2 separate regions of the Mus musculus genome follow, and region 2 is linked to region 1. The links are chromatin contacts, called in public HiChIP or PLAC-seq maps. All regions are on one chromosome and are shown on one strand. Each heading gives the region's core, a stretch centred on a gene start, on an enhancer-like site or on the middle of the called end of the contact. The rest is flanking DNA. Distances are from core to core; before and after follow the strand shown. Region 1 overlaps Vav2 (vav 2 oncogene). Region 2 overlaps Vav2 (vav 2 oncogene).

What was found. HiChIP or PLAC-seq counts read pairs in DNA pulled down with a chosen protein or histone mark.
Region 2: a contact with region 1 is called in an H3K27ac HiChIP or PLAC-seq map of regulatory T cells, with 8 times the contacts expected there. The contact joins two enhancer-like sites. A contact is called at or near these places in 8 of 39 promoter capture datasets (the C10 cell line, the HPC-7 cell line, cranial neural crest and 4 more), 27 of 484 Hi-C or Micro-C datasets (the AML12 cell line, B cells, the C10 cell line and 15 more), 22 of 115 datasets of contacts at active chromatin or transcription factors (the 230-238 cell line, the HPC-7 cell line, Th17 cells and 15 more) and 3 of 9 other capture datasets (adipose tissue, liver and pancreatic islet).

Annotation. Positions count from the first base shown.
Region 1 is chr2:27,402,582-27,406,848 of GRCm38.p6, reverse strand. The region is part of intron 1 of Vav2 (vav 2 oncogene); the gene reads left to right. Among named protein-coding and RNA genes, the nearest start is that of Vav2, 23 kb to the left of the region's middle. Within about 2 kb of position 1,923, at least 90 of the 459 cell types and tissues checked have an H3K27ac peak or open chromatin away from gene starts, as enhancers often do. A contact at or near this core is called in B cells, bone marrow-derived macrophages, muscle stem cells and 1 more, where this site is marked.
Region 2 is chr2:27,288,057-27,292,094 of GRCm38.p6, reverse strand. Vav2 (vav 2 oncogene) reads left to right here. Exons shown (of 28, transcript NM_009500.2): 10 at 191-286; 11 at 677-745; 12 at 3,403-3,489. Among named protein-coding and RNA genes, the nearest start is that of Sardh, 43 kb to the right of the region's middle. Within about 2 kb of position 2,489, at least 70 of the 459 cell types and tissues checked have an H3K27ac peak or open chromatin away from gene starts, as enhancers often do. A contact at or near this core is called in B cells, bone marrow-derived macrophages, muscle stem cells and 1 more, where this site is marked.

The sequences.
Region 1 (4,267 bases), core at 674-3,173:
GGAAGGCCATCTTGATGAGGACATCGTACGAGGTCCTAAGCCATACATGTGTTTAAGGTGAGGTGGCTTGGCTTTCTGTTTATTTTCTTCCTTCCTTTCTTCCTTCCTTCCTTTCTTTCTTTCTTTCTTTTAAAGATTTATTTATTTATTTATTTATTGTATGTGAGTACTCAGCACACTGTCACTGTCTTCAGACACACCAGAAGAGGGCATTGGATGGTTATAGATGGTTGTGAGCCACCATACGGTTGCTCGGAATTGAACTCATGACCTTGACCTTTGGAAGAGCAGTCAGTGCTCTTAACTACTGAGCCATCTCTCCAGCCCCAGCTTTCTGTTTCTTGCTCTGCCTACAGGGTGAGTTTGCTAGGAACCTGGAATTTGGGGCCTTTGGCCCAGCATGGGAATTCCCGTGATGGAAGGAAGCCCTTCCCACTTCGTGATGCACATCTTTATTGAGAACATCTATTATCATTGTGCACCTGACTAGAGGTGAAACTGTGGCAACAATCTTGAGTGTCCATTTGTGGGGAGACTGGAGGACGCATGTTGGGCTCAGGCCAGGGCAACTATACCCATCTCCATGGTGAGCTAGGGATTTGAGGCACCAGTGAGGAGGTGCGGAACCCAACATCTGATGGCTCCTGTGTCACTCAGAGCACCAGCTTGGACAAGGCACTAGAGCAGCTGGGCAGGGAGGCCAAGGTCATTAGCAACCCTGCCTTCCCTTTGTCTAGGAGAGGTTATTTCTATATTGGGAGAAAAATGAAAACAAAAACAAACAAAAAGAAAACCCAAAACCAAAAAACTGGTCTTACACCAGGCTTCTTCCTGTCCTGTTCATATGAGACAGGACCTGTGACCCTTCCTCAGCACAGGCACCACCCCTGGGCCACTGTGTCCCCCTTTGGTAAGATGGCAGTGGCTATCCCAGCCCAGAACATGCTAGCAAGGATAAGAGGACAAGAAACCAGTGTTCCTAGATGCCTCAACAGGAACTCTGGTTGGCCGTGGGACCCAGGGTGCCAAAGGCATGAAGGAGGCTCCAGTCAGTATACCCTGCCGTTCTCCTGACCCAGCTGTGAAATGCCAGATCTGGTGTAGCTTTCCTGGCCTGTCCTCTATGCCTGGGTAGCCTCTCACATGCTGGGCTCTTTTGGGGTGGGGCCTGAGGGTGAGTCTGCAGCTGTGAGCACTCCTGACCTTGGCCGCCCCACCTGTTGCCCTGGCATCCGTGGAGCCCCGTCCCCTCTCCCTGCCTGGAGGAGGGGGCAGAGATTGGGCACTGAGGGGCCTGGAGCCAGTGGGATTGGAATTTCTAGAAAGTTCAGCTTTTCACTGATTTTTTTCATGGGCCTTTGAGAAAGGGAACCCCAGAGACTGGCCTCACTGGACACACCTCCTTCCACCCCCAGCCCTGAGAAGAGCTATAGTCTAAGAGCTAAGAAGCCATACCTGCTTGTGGGGGGAAAACCAGAAACAAAAGAAGAAGCCATGAACCCAGTGTGGCCTGAGTCTAAGTTCCTGAAAGTTCAGGGGAATTCCTCAAGCTGATGGGGGGTGTGGGGAGCAGTGGGGAGCTGTGTCCTTGTCCTCTTTCTACAGACAGAAGAGTTTTTCCAGTGATCTGAGAGGAGGCCTAGGGGTCTAGAGAGCTGAGGACAGTGCAGGGCCCTGGGGAAGGGTGGATGGTGTGAGGGGACCTGGAAGGTCACTGAGAGCCTGGGTTAGAGAGCTGGAGAAAGGCCCCTCTAACTTCTGAGGAAGTCTTTCTGACTCCCTTCCCCTCCCCACCCCCCAACTCAGGAAACTGCAGAGCTATTTGGTTGGGGTAACTAAGGCTCTTGAAAGGTCAGGGACTTGCCCAGGGCCACCTGGGAAGTCATGTTTAGCAGAGTTCTGCCCTGTGCTATCTGCCCCAGTGGCTTCTGGTCCTAATGTTCAGAGTGAAACTAGGTAAGAGGGGAGCAGATTGAGGGTAACGTGCCTCCCATCTGAGCCTTCCCAGGGTGCATTTTGCTGGAGCAGGGCTGCCACTGATGGCTGACCCCTCTGCTTGTGCGGGAATGGAATTGACCTGGGGATGGATCACTGTTTTTTTTTTTTTTTTTTTTTTTTTTTCCATGATGTAACTGAGAGGCCTGGAGACTTCAGAGGCAAAGTCTTTGGTGGACCCTGTAAGCTGACAAAGTGGATAGTGACTCTCTGGGGCCTCACTAAGAGACTGTTAAGAGACCCAAGGAATCAGCTCGGCAAGCTGCTGGGATGTCTGTTGTTGGCATCATCCTGTGGAACAGAGGTAGCCTCCTCTTTGCATGCAGGGGGCAGAGTCTGTTGGGGCAGCAGGAAGTCTGCCCCCCTCCCCGCCCCCTGCTAAGCTTGTGTTTACTGTACACAAAGAGCAAAATGAAAGCCGATTGCATTTAAGAAACAGGAAAAACATGTTTACATCTCGCCTTCCTCCCCTTGACAGTCCAGACTTATTTCCCTGGAATCTTCTAAAATTTTTTCATTAAGACATTTTTATCAGTCATAACAGAGACACATTCACACCCATCCATCCATCCATATGCACGGGCACACCCACTACATGCTCCCAGGTGTGCACACACCCACCTCTTGCCCACACACAGCTTGCACGCACACACATCACATACCAGCATCCCAGGTGTGCTCACCTAGCTACGACAGCCACGGGAGTGGTTTCCCCATGAACTGAGGGGTGTGCTGCGTGGTTGAGAAAGAGGGGGCTTGCACTGTTTCTAGTAATACATAGAGTTGTCCCATGTGGGACAGTCGCCTGCTTTTGCAGGAATGAGGGGATTGTTGTAGCTGCCCCTCCCACATCAATCATTAATCAAGAGAATGCTCCTTAGGCTTGCTTACAGCCCATCTGCTGGAGGCTTTTTCTCTATCCAGGTTGCCTGTTCCCAGATGACTCTAGCCTGTTTCAGCCACTGGGTAGTGGGTTTGGATCTGAGATCTGCGTGCAGTCTGGAGTCATGGTCTCTGAGGACAGGAGTTCTCGGGAATGGCTGGTGGGGAAGATTTAAACCAAGACCTCTGCCTGGAAGGTGGTTAGGCGTGTTCTACTCTGCCCTACAGTGACATACCACACTAGCTCTGGGGCATCTGCGGCAGAAGTGAGATGTGGTGTCTGGTAGGGAGAGTGAGAGACTGGACTCAGGCAGGGGTCCCATGGAGACTTTGTTACTTAGAGTCCAAGATGGATCCTATGCTAGGCCCTCATGTGGCTGGCCCAAGCTCTGGAGCCCTATCCAGAGCAGTCGGGTGGGGACCTGTGAGCAGTGTGAATGGTAGAGAGGGACAGGAGTCGCAGAAACCAAGGCTTTTGTTTGCTGTTGTTTAGATCAGAACTGTCCTCTGAATGCCCATGTGAAAGGCTTTGTGACCACTGCTGAGCTTTGGGGGACATGAGGGACTTTGGAGACTCCAACATTAGGGGATCATAATTTCTGGATGGATGGTAATCTGTCTTAGGGTTTTACTGCTGTGAACAGACACCAGGACCAAGGCAACTCTTATAAGGACAACATTTAATTGGGGCTGGCTTACAGGTTCAGTGGTTCAGTCCATTATTACCAAGGCAGGAGCAACATCCAGGCAGGCATGGCGCAGGAGAAGAAGCTGAGAGTTCTACATCTTCATCTGAAGGCTGTTAGCAGAATATTGACTTCCAGGCAGCTAGGATGAGGGTCTTAAAGCTCATATCCACAGTAACACACCTACTCCAACAAGGCCATACCTCCTAATAATGTCACTCCTTGGACCAGGCATATACAAACCATCACATTTCACTCCCTGGTCCCCATAGGCTTGTTTAAACACATGAGTCTATGGGGGGCATATAGACACATAGCTTAATAAAAAAGTACATTTAGTCCAACTTCCAAAGTCCCTATAGTCTATAGCAGTGTCAATAATGATAAAAGTCCAAAGTTCAAAGTCTCTTCTGAGATTCATACAATCACTTGACTATAATCCCTGAATCAAGACACTAACTGGGCAAACTCCAAACTCTGCATCTCAATGTCTGATGTCAAAGCAGTTTTCAGATCTCTAACTCCTTTTTCATTTTTGTTGACTGCAACAAACTTCTTTCTCCTGGGCTGGTTCTACTCCCTGTTAGCAGTTTTCCTCAGCAGATAGCCCACGACCCTGGCATCTCGAACATCTTGGGGTCTTGTTACAACTTCTTGTTTCACTGTCTGGGATCCACACATGATCTTCTGGGCTCCGCACAAAG
Region 2 (4,038 bases), core at 1,240-3,739, 120 kb after region 1:
GCAATGTGGTGCCTCAGATCCCAGGGTCCCATCATGTTCTGGGATGTGAGGGGTGGTGACACCAACTTCATGCATAATCTAGAAGACCGAGGATCCAGCTCTGAGGTCTCTTTCTCTGTGTGGCTGGCAGTGGGGCATGAGTTCTCCCAGAAGAGTAATACCCTTTATCCACTCGCTTCTCTCTCTCCAGGAGTGCACACTCAGGGTTCAGGATGGCAAGTTCAAGCTGCAAGACCTGCTGGTGGTGCCCATGCAACGGGTGCTGAAGTACCACCTGCTGCTCAAGGTGAGGCTAGCAGCCTGCTCATCATGCCCTCTGTCACACTGGGCTCTGATGGCATGGGCTTGGACCCACAGGCAGGGTGGCACACACTGATGAATGAGCCCATGTTCAGTACATACCATGAAGGGGTATCCTGGCATCTGGAAGGAAAATTATGAATAAGTTAAGACCATTAGGAAAGTGGGAAGAGACAGGACAGCACCCACGGACCAGGAAGAGGAGAGGAGAGCTGCTATGCTTGACTGCTTCATCACTGAGGCCTTGCACAGTTGTCTACTATGTAAGGGATCCCATGTGTGTTGGAGTTGGACAGATGGACTTGCACTTGAGCTGGTGGGTGGCTTTGTCCTGAGACCTTGAGGGCTCACCCTAGCTTCCCTCTCACTCCCCTAGGAGCTCCTGAGCCATTCTGCAGACCGACCAGAAAGACAACAGCTCAAAGAAGCCCTGGAAGCCATGCAGGTAAGTAAGAGAGGCAGAGCGGGGAGTCCCCAGACCAGTGTGCACACACTCCTGGATCCAGACTGAGCTCCTTGGTAACACTGACAGGACACTGCGGTTGGGCTTAGACTTACATGATGGTGGAAGGAGCAGCAGGCTAGGCTGCTTGCACCATGTGTCCAAAGTCCCCAACTTCACTTGCCTGCAGTTGCCCTGTCCCCACACTGTATTTTCAAGTGTCCACTGGGGTCATCAATGGTTTTTGGGTGCCAGCTCTATCCTGGGGTACCTCTTTTCCTCCTGGGCATCTGCTGATGAAGGTCTGTCCCATGCCCATGCCCTGTCACTCACTGGAAGGTCCCTTTTCACGTGCTGGCTTTGAAGGCCCCTGCCCAGCCATTCTATGCCTCATGTATGGCCGTCCACTGCCCTCAGAAGCTCGTCTGTGTTCTGCTCAGAAACCTTTGTGGCTTCTGCTGTTCTCTGAATCAGGCCAGGGTCATTGAAGATGTGTGTAACAGGAACGCCTCAGATTCCGGGGAAGCCTGGCCATGCTCAGATTCCTGGGCATGCTCTATTCTTTCCCACCCCAAGGTGTGCTCAGGACATGTCCTCTTCCTCACTTAATCTGCCTGCATCCCACTCATCTTGTCTTTGCCATGAACTTGACACAGTCCAAGAAAGTCACCTTCCAGACTCCTTAGCCAAGGGACTGTCAGGCTACCCCACAGTCATACCTGTGCCTCTCATAGACACCTGTCTTAGACAAGGTGAAATGCCTGACACAGGCTAGGTCCCTTTGGCATTGCAGTGTTATAGAAGCAGTGAGTTCCAGCCTTGACTTCTGACCCCTGACCCCTGAGTCCTCTGGTCCATGGTCCCCTTCTTTTCCCAAGACACACCTTGTTTGAAGAGGAAGGTGCTGCAGTCTAACTCCCACACAGGATCAGGGGGAGGACGCTGGCTCTCAAAGCTACCTGCTCTCTGAGAGCAGACTTCATGCAGCTGGAAAAGTTTGCATCAGTTTTGAATGGACTTAAATGTGGGTGCCATGGCTGACATGGGGACCTCTGGCTGGCGCCCCTGGGGAACTGAGGTCACCGCAGCAGAGGGACCACCACATCTTCCCACTGCAGACACAATTCAGTGTCAGCCATTCCTGGAGCATGTGACTCATACTGCAGGTGTACCCTGAACCCAAGCCTGGCCAGTGTGTGGCTTCGGGTCCCTTTGTGGCAAAGTACCCTGAGGTTATATAGCTCCTGACATTCCAAAGAGGGTTTGTGACTCTGTGTTCTTCTTTTCACGGGAGGCTCTTCAAACTGCAAAGTTTAGAAGGCGGCCTGGTTTGCTTTCTGTTACTGTGATGAACAACCACGATCAAAAGCAACTTAGGGGAGGAAAAGTTTTATTTTAGATTATATTCCCAGGTCACAGTCTGTCATGAAGGGAAATCAGGGAAAGAATTCAAGGCAGAAACCATGGAAGAAGGCTGCTTACTGTCTCACTTTCTGGAGCGCTTAGCTAGCTCTCTTCTATAGCCTAGGATTGGCGCCACCTCCAGTGGGCAGTTCCCTCTCTCCTCCATCGTCAGTCAGGACAATCTCTCAGACATGGCCACACAAGACCGTGTGATCAATGCAGTTCTCTAACTGAAGTGCCCTCAGTGAAAACTAATACAGCAGGGAATCTAAAAGCCTTTAATGTCCCCAATGCAAAGCAGAAAACCATTCATCCAGCCAGTGTCTGGGCTGTCACTGCCCTGGAGCTAAGCTTTCCTCAGGGTTGCAGTACACACTCCATGCAACTCTGTTAGCTGGCTGCTTTGCCTCCGGAGCTCTACTGTCTCTGTGGGAATCTCCTTCCCAGACGTGCACTTCTGTGACTCCTGCCAGGGTGCACAGGGCCACACACGCTCAGATCTGTCGCTGCTGTTGATTTAGAACAAAACCCACCCTTTATAAACTGTGGCTTCTGGTAGGGAGCTGCCAGTAGCAAGGTTTGTAGGCTGGCCCTTGAAGTGATCCCAGAAGCAAGAGAGGCCATAAGGGAGGTAGGAACTGGCTCCAGGATGTGGGTCTGGCTTTTGTGTGCCGGGGATTTCCTCTCTGCTCTGCTTTCTGGGTAGGATCCCTGCTGTTCTGTCCCAGCCGCCCCTGGGCATTGCTTCCAGACCATTTCAAACTTTCTGAAGCAAAGTGAGCACTGCCCCCTGGTGACTGACTAGAGGATTGCAGTACTATGTAGGGCTCATACCTTCCCCCCACTCCATCTCCCCCAGCCACTTACAGAATACCCAGGCTCTTCAGGGAAGGTGGGACAGGGGCTTCGTGAGAGCAGAAAGGTCTAAACAGTGGCTGTGTGTGACCCACTGTGGCTTATCCATGCTGGGCTGCATCTCCATTCTGACACAGAAGGCCTTCTGAGTGAGGGGAACCTGGATTTGGGGGTTCCCAGCACCCTCTTCAGCATAGTGTGTACTCTGGGTTCAAATGTTGTGTTCTTCACCTTATTCCTTCCTGGTTCCCTGTGTGTGGTGGTTTTTACTCCCATAGCCCAGAGTTGGAGTGGCCCCAGGCAAGATGGAGGAAGAGTGTGGAATGACCAGCTGGGCTAGGAAGGGGCTGGGAGGTCACCCCGTGTGTGACTCAGTGCCCTGATCCTGTCTTGATTTCCAGGACTTGGCCATGTACATCAATGAAGTGAAGCGGGACAAGGAGACCTTGAAGAAGATTAGCGAGTTCCAGTGCTCCATAGAAAACCTGGTAAGCCGTGGCTGCCTGCGAAGCCTGCCGGGAGTAGGAGGGAGGTCGGGCAGTATCAGCCTTCATCCAGTTCTACCTACTGTGCGGATGAGGTCATCCACGTGTAGGGCTCAGGAGATGGATGTCCTATTGACAGCCTGGCTCTCTTTCTCCCTTCCCAGCCTGAACCCCAGGCTGTGGCGACCAGAGGCAGGACGCTTCGTCTGCTCTGTGGCCCTCCTGTTTCCCTGTCCTCAGGGTGGGCAGTGGGCAGGGTTCGGCTTGGGGGTGGGGCCACGGTCATCTCAACCTGAGAGCTGGCCCTCAGCTTGCCCCTTGTCTAGGAATCAGACTGGGGGCTGTCAGTCAGGGTTGGCCCTCTCTCAGGCATACTCCGGGGAGAAGAGATGAGCTGTTCCTGGACTCAGCCCTGCTTGGCCCCATGTTGGGTCTAGGTCTCTCTGTGTTGGGGTGTTCTGCAATAGGAGACCTTAAGCACGCCCTTGCCCCCACCCATCGGATGCTAATAGCGCCCTCAACCCCAAGTGATGACTGCTCCTCCAAATGCCG